Regions from separate parts of the Gossypium hirsutum genome. Here region 1 is linked to region 2. A link is a contact called in public Hi-C data. All regions are on one chromosome and are shown on one strand. The core of a region is the stretch at or near the end of the contact, and the rest is flanking DNA. Distances in the headings are between cores, read along the strand shown. Region 1 holds the start of LOC107949789 (histone deacetylase 5). Region 2 has its middle 12 kb from the start of LOC107949794.

Region 1 (3,971 bases), core at 1,076-3,575, 65 kb after region 2:
GCGACCACAATCAGAAGTATCTGTGTGTATTTTTCATAAAGCCACGTTTCATCAACCTGCACAAGCGGCTTGCAATGGGAGAAGGCCCTAACACATAGATCAAAAGTTTAGAACAATCGATGAAAAACTCTTCTCCCCAGTTCAAGTTGTCCATTCGAGCCTCTGTAAGACAACGTTTGCAAGTCCATGACAATTCCTAGCACATACTCCACCATCGCTGAAATCCACCCCTGAAGTTTATTATATGACTCATCTTAGTCGTCGTACAATTGTTCCATGACTATTTGTTTTGCTCACCATACTTTTCTGTACGACACTCTGTACTGGAATCGGGTTTGCACGTCTGTAATCAATTTCGACACAGGAATGGTTGGGCTATCTTTCATTAATGGCATGATGCAGTTGCAGATACTTTTGACATCTAATTTCTGGTGGTCTTGAGTCATACGTGTGGCAGTGTATGTATGACGCTCTTCTAATTTTCATATTTGTTACTGTTAAGTCATCTATATAAATACAGCTCGAACTCGCTAGCCACACCCATCGTCAGCTCTTCAACATTCCCCAACATATAATATCGGTGTAGACTTGGTGACATTGTAATCAATTGACACCTTCATCCTGCACTGTTTGATGGCAAACATAAAGTTTGCATTGTTCCCGAACCGTTGCCCAACGAACAACTCTTCCAACTGCGAATTTGACATCGATCTGTGAGCAGGGACTATATCAGCATACTTAAGAAACTCGGATGCATGTGTTGCATCAGGATCTATGCTCAACATGTCGCCCCCAGGGTCATTCCGTAAAATAATGCCAAGACTTGGGTTACTAAAAGAAGGGACATGAGCATCTTCAACCTCCTCTGGATCTTTATCGTTAATATTGTCTGGAACCTCATCAATATCAGGGTCACTAAAATCTTCAACGTCCTGATTAGAATATTCACCATTATTGGTCCCTTATTTGACGTCTGCCTCGGTACCTATCACCTTCGGATGTATTTGTAAACTAGGACTCGGAATAGGGTTGTTATACGAACTCCCACCATAATATGGATTTCCGTGCATCTGCGATGTCCCTCCGTAGTCTAATTGATCTGTTCATTCAATATTAAGATCAAAGTCAAACTTGCGATGTTGACTTATTGGACTAACATTCTCAATTGGCTCTAAGTCAGTTAACTCAATAAATAACTCAACTGGTTGGGGGTTCTACTCCCAGTTGACCACCATATTTCCATCATAGTGCCCAAGTCATCATTATATAATAGTTGCATTTCACAAAATTTCAACGGATTTTTAAATATTGGGAACTTGTAAAATAATCTGGACATCAACCTTCCACAACGGTTAGCTATTTTCGCACAGATCTTCCTATTCATTTATTCTAGTTTCATAGTTTTATGGAATCGCAACCCTACTCTCTGCCAACCTTGAAATACACAACCAACATTACCTTCTATAATTTCACCATAAAAAAGAACGTACACAAAAAACACCGAGTTATTCATCTTCACTAGAATTTTTGAGCTCTCCTACTAAACACAACAATTTCTCTCTTTTCTTCTCTTCCAGTTCAACTGTTACAAAAAAGCCTAAACAATATTTATATATGTAAAATAATTAAGGTGGTGAAGCCATAAAAATAAAATATTATTTTTAAAAATTTTAAATTAAAAAGCAACATACTAAAATACACTGGTGGCGTCATTTTATATGGCACCACCAAATAAAATATTATTTAAAAAAATTTAAAAAATAACACATTTAAACAAAACATATAGAATATACTGGTGACGCTATTCTATATGATTCCACCAAATAAATATTATTTTTTAAAATAAAAAAAAACACATTTATTAAAAAAGATTTGACATAAAGTGGTGGCGCCATTTAGAATGGCTCCACCTAATAAAAAATTAAATTTTTTATAATTTTAAAATTTAAAAAAACTAAAAAAAAATTTACACGGGCACATACAAAAGTGGCGACGCCAAATATTTTGGCTCCACCACCATATTTATTTTTTGACTCTCCAATTTTTCAAAAAGAGTAGTATTTCTTTGATACTTATACAGGTGACGTCATTCTACATGACTCTACCACAAATGATGCCACCACAAAAATAATTTTTTTATTGAGCTTACTGACATGGTATATTAGTGACGCTAAACTTTTTTACTTCACCAATTTTTATTGTAAATTTCAGATTGTATATAATAAAAAGCATAGGTCATTTTCATAATTAATAAAAAATTTTAGGGTTATTTGTATAAAAAAAACCAACCTGCGTCGTTGTATACTAGAAAGTAAATGGAATATAGATCGTCGGTCAAATCAAACTAGTAAGTCGTGTCACTTATGGTCGTAAAAAGAAACTACATTCCCTTTTAAAGCTTTCCAAAATAAAGGGACAAAATGGGGGAACAAATTTCAAAATTTTAATTTTCGAACACAAATTTCGCTTACTTTGACTGCTGCTTCCTCTCTCACTTCTTCACTTGCTAAGACTCCGAGGCTAAGCAACACAGAGAAAGAGAGGGAGACATGATGGAGGAGGGATCAGGTGGGGGCAGGAGTAACTACAACCGCATGAACGATGCCAAAAATGAACGGCGGGTAGGCTTAATTTACGATCAGAGGATGTGTAAGCATCGAACTCCTTATGGCGATGATCATCCCGAGAAACCTGATCGAATCACTGTTATATGGAACAAGCTTGAACTCGCCGGCATTCCGCAAAGGTAATATTTTAAAAATTTCACCCACTAATCTGATATTTCCTTCCATTTTCTCCCGGTTTATTTCTGCTGAGAATTCCTTTTTAAAGTCAATTTTTAGAGTAATAAGTAAATGAAAATGATCTCTATTGCAAATTTCATTTCAAATCTTCAATTTATTTGAATTGGAAACGTATTGTTATCCTAAACCCTAATATCTAACTGTATAAGTTTGGATGTATAAGTTTGGACGGGCGGTGCCTTTAGCTGCTGATAGTATAAAAACAGTGTTGGCGGTGAGATTAAATACGGTAGCGATATTGTAGCGTGAAATAAAAAAAAAGTAAGCTAAATACACCGCATCGCACCTAATCACCCATCCAAACTCACCCTAATTTCATTTCTTTCTTATTTTTTTTTTAAATTTTGTTCTCGTTGTCTTTATCTTTTAGATGTGTGATTTTAAATGCAAAAGAAGCCAAGGATGAATATATTTGCGCTGTTCACTCCAAAAACCATGTTAATCTGATTCGAAATATAAGCTCCAAAGAGTATTCAAAGCGAAATCGGATTGCTTCCAAGTTAAATTCTATATATTTGAATGAAGGATCATCAGAGTCTGCATACCTTGCAGCCGGCTCTGTCATTGAGGTACATTATAAAAGTATTCTCTATAAACATTAGATTCGCATTTTAAAATTAAAAAACTGAAAACAGAAAATTTTTTTGTCATATAGGTTGCTGAGAAAGTGGCAAAAGGGGAATTGAATTCTGCTTTTGCTATTGTTAGGCCACCTGGACATCATGCTGAATATGATGAAGCAATGGGGTTTTGTTTATTCAACAATATAGCCATAGCAGCAAGTTTTCTACTTGATCAAAGGGTAAGAAACGAGAGCTAGATTTTACAAGTCAGAGTCATTTTTCCTATTTTTCAATGAAGCTTGCTAAGTCTTCACGGAAAGTTACAATATTGAATTTTTAATTCATTCATGTTTTCTTTCAGCCTGAACTTGGTATAAACAAGATTTTGATAGTTGATTGGGATGTTCATCATGGTAATGGTACTCAAAAAACTTTTTGGAGTGATCCTCGTGTTCTTTTCTTTTCTGTTCACAGGTACAGAACTAGTATGAGCCAATGATTTTTGTGTATCACTTTGTATATGTTCTTACCCTTAATTTGCTTGTGGCAATTGTATATGCTATTGGTTGTTTTTCATATTTTAAATCTTTTTTGCCATGTTTGT
Region 2 (3,760 bases), core at 254-2,753:
GCTCTATCACAAGATAATTTATAATATATCATTTTTTTTAGTTTTTGCAAATACTTTAATAATGATTTTGTTATCTATATTTGAATTACTAAATAAGTTAATATTTTTTATTCAATATTTTTAATAAGGAATATTATTTTGCACTAATATCCATTATTAAAAATACTGTGTTTTTACTATTTTTATAAAATACATAAGTTTTTGATAATATTTCAGAACTTAACCAACATTTTAAATAATCACATGTGATTTTAAGAGTTATCTTTATTTTTTTAAGGTTAAAATATGTTATAAGACCCTATACTTTTATTTTTATAAATTTAGTTTCTCTACTTTTAATATTTTAAAATTTAGATTAATTACAACATCATTTTTTTTAGTTACATGGTTATCAAGTGAATTTTTAATTTCAATATTTTACACCAAAAAATTTAACAATGTTACCAATTAGACCTGAATTTTGAAATCTGAAAAATAGAGACTAAAATCATGAAAATAAAAGTGCATGGATTAAATTCAAAATTTATGAGTAATACAAGGACCTATGTCACATTTTAACCATTAATAATTAAAAAAAAGCGCGTGGGGGACGAATCTGTCAAACTCGGACGTTAAAAAAGAAAAAAGAAAGAAGCGTAGAAATTTCTGCTTCTAATGAAAAACTTCTACAAGTTTCGTGAATTTTCGCTTTCCTCAACAAAAACCCAGTCTTCACCTCCTTTCTCCATCGCAATTTCACCAGCGAAATGTAAGTAATCCTTCACTTTTTTCAATCCACCATTCTCATATATCAAACAAAGCAAGCTTTTTTTTTTCCCTTTTCCGGGACAAGAAAGACTAACAACAAGAAACAGAGCAACGCAGACAACTCTCTGTTTTTCACCTATCGGATAGACGAATTTGTTTATTTCTTATCATCAGGTAAGAAGCAAAAATCTTCCTTTTTTATGTTTCTATATTTGTGTGTTAGAAAGCTTTGAATTGTATGAAATGAGTTCTTTCTTTCTTTTCTATTATTTTTCTTGTTTTTATGATATTTGAAAATGTAAATCAAAGAAGATGCATTTTCTGAAAATTAGATATTCGAAAAAAGAAAAAAGAAAGTTTTTGTCAATTTACATTGATCCAAAGCTTTTGGTTATTTACTGAATGGGTTTAGTTTTTGGATTTTTTTTGCAGGTTTTTATAATAAGTAAAGAGAATGAATCCCGATAAATTCACTCACAAGACGAATGAGGCTCTTGCCGGGGCTCATGAGCTAGCAACGAGCAATGGCCATGCCCAATTCACTACCCTCCATCTTGCGGTTGCTTTAATATCCGACTCCCAAGGCATCTTTTATCAAGCAATCTCCAACTCCGGAGGTGAGAGTGTCGCACAATCCGTGGATAGGGTATTCAATCAAGCCTTGAAAAAGCTTCCAACACAGTCACCTCCACCAGATCAAGTCCCTGCTAGTTCTTCTCTTGTTAAGGCAATCCGTCGCGCCCAAGCCGCCCAAAAGTCTCGCTGGGATACCCATTTGGCGGTCGATCAGTTGATTCTAGGCCTCCTTGAGGATTCTCAGATTACGGATTTGTTGAAAGAAGCAGGGGTTACACCAGCAAAAGTGAAATCCGAGCTCGAAAAGCTTCGAGGAAAAGAAGGGAAAAAGGTGGAGAGTGCATCAGGGGACACTACATTTCAAGCTTTAAAATCATATGGGACTGACCTTGTTGAGCAAGCAGGGAAGCTTGATCCTGTAATAGGCCGAGATGAAGAAATTAGAAGGGTCATTAGGATCCTGTCCAGAAGAACTAAAAACAACCCAGTTCTAATTGGAGAACCTGGTGTTCGTAAAACTGCTGTGGTAGAGGGTTTGGCTCAAAGAATTGTGAGGGGAGATGTGCCTAGTAATCTTGCCGATGTTCGACTCGTTGCGTTGGATATGGGTGCACTGATTGCAGGAGCGAAATATAGAGGAGAGTTTGAAGAAAGATTGAAAGCGGTTTTGAAAGATGTTGAGGAAGCTGAAGGGAAAGTGATTCTCTTCATTGATGAAATCCACTTAGGAGGGTTCCATGGATGCAGCCAACCTCTTTAAACCTATGCTTGCTAGGGGTCAACTTAGGTGCATTGGTGCTACTACGTTGGAAGAATATAGAAAGTATGTTGAAAAAGATGCTGCATTTGAGAGAAGGTTTCAACAGGTTTATGTTGCTGAGCCTAGTGTACCAGACACCGTTAGCATCCTTCGAGGATTAAAGGAAAAATACGAGGGTCATCACGGTGTTAGGATTCAAGACCGTGCCTTGGTGATTGCAGCCCAACTGTCAAGTCGATATATTACTGGTATGCCATATTTCTTCTTTAGAGATGCTTGATCAAGTATTAATTATATCTATTTAAAGCATGGATTTGAATTTCTTTGCTGAGTTCTAAATGATATTCATTGGTATTTTGGTTCAGGACGGCATCTTCCCGACAAAGCAATCGATTTGGTTGATGAAGCTTGTGCAAATGTGAGAGTTCAGCTTGATAGTCAGCCTGAAGAAATTGATAATCTTGAAAGGAAAAGAATGCAACTAGAAGTTGAGCTTCATGCATTGGAGAAAGAGAAGGATAAGGCTAGCAAAGCTCGACTGGTTGAAGTAAGTTTTGACTCTCAAAAAGTGATGGATTAAGTTTATGTTCTTACTTTTGTTGGATCTATAACTTTTTGTTTTGTTTTGTTTAGGTCCGGAAAGAACTTGATGATTTAAGGGACAAGCTTCTGCCATTGATGATGAAATATCGAAAGAGAAAGAAAGGGTTGATGAGATTCGAAGATTGAAGCAGAAGAGAGAAGAACTCATGCTTGCTTTACAGGAGGCTGAAAGGAGATATGATTTGGCAAGAGCTGCTGATTTGAGATATGGGGCGATTCAGGAAGTGGAATCTGCACTAGCCCAGATCGAAGGCACAGCAGATGAGAACATAATGTTAACCGAAACAGTTGGACCGGAGCACATTGCCGAGGCTGTAAGCCGCTGGACTGGCATCCCCGTCACGAGGCTTGGACAGAATGAGAAGGAGAGGTTGATTGTGCTTGCAGAGAGGTTGCATCAAAGAGTGGTGGGACAAAACCAGGCTGTTGATGCTGTTGCAGAAGCTGTTTTGAGGTCGAGAGCTGGATTAGGAAGGCCACAACAGCCAACTGGCTCATTCCTTTTCTTGGGTCCAACCGGTGTTGGCAAGACGGAGCTTGCTAAGTCACTAGCGGAACAACTCTTTGATGATGAGAATCTGCTGATCAGGATTGACATGTCTGAGTACATGGAGCAACACTCAGTGGCTCGACTTATTGGGGCACCACCTGGGTATGTTGGCCACGAGGAAGGAGGGCAGCTTACAGAGGCAGTGAGGAGGAGGCCTTACAGTGTTGTACTCTTTGATGAAGTTGAGAAAGCACACCTCTCTGTTTTCAACACACTACTTCAAGTCTTGGATGATGGTCGGTTAACTGATGGCCAGGGCCGCACTGTAGACTTCAGAAATACTGTGATCATCATGACATCAAACCTTGGAGCAGAACATATTCTTTCAGGACTTAGCAGGAAATGTACAATGCAAGTTGCTCGTGATCGAGTCATGCAAGAGGTAGTTAAATGACCTATTTCTGGCATCATATACCCTTGTCATATAATGTTGTTGAAGCAGTAGTATTAACATAATGATTTTGATTGTTTGACAGGTAAGGCGACATTTTAAACCAGAGTTGCTCAACAGGCTCGATGAGATC

Evidence for each region. A called contact is a pair of places that touch in the nucleus more often than the background predicts.
Region 1: a Hi-C map of fibers shows a contact between it and region 2, with 4 times the contacts expected there. The contact joins the promoter of LOC107949789 here to the enhancer-like site in region 2. A contact is called at or near these places in 8 of 34 Hi-C or Micro-C datasets (fibers, hypocotyl, leaf and 1 more).

Annotation. Positions count from the first base shown.
Region 1 is chrD03:38,961,978-38,965,948 of Gossypium_hirsutum_v2.1, forward strand. LOC107949789 (histone deacetylase 5) reads left to right here and starts at 2,326. Exons shown (of 14, transcript XM_016884547.2): 1 at 2,326-2,746; 2 at 3,175-3,373; 3 at 3,460-3,606; 4 at 3,729-3,841. The coding sequence starts at 2,550.
Region 2 is chrD03:38,897,773-38,901,532 of Gossypium_hirsutum_v2.1, forward strand. It overlaps the pseudogene LOC107949793. Among protein-coding and RNA genes, the nearest start is that of LOC107949794, 12 kb to the left of the region's middle. Within about 2 kb of position 1,504, at least 6 of the 9 cell types and tissues checked have an H3K27ac peak or open chromatin away from gene starts, as enhancers often do. A contact at or near this core is called in fibers, where this site is marked.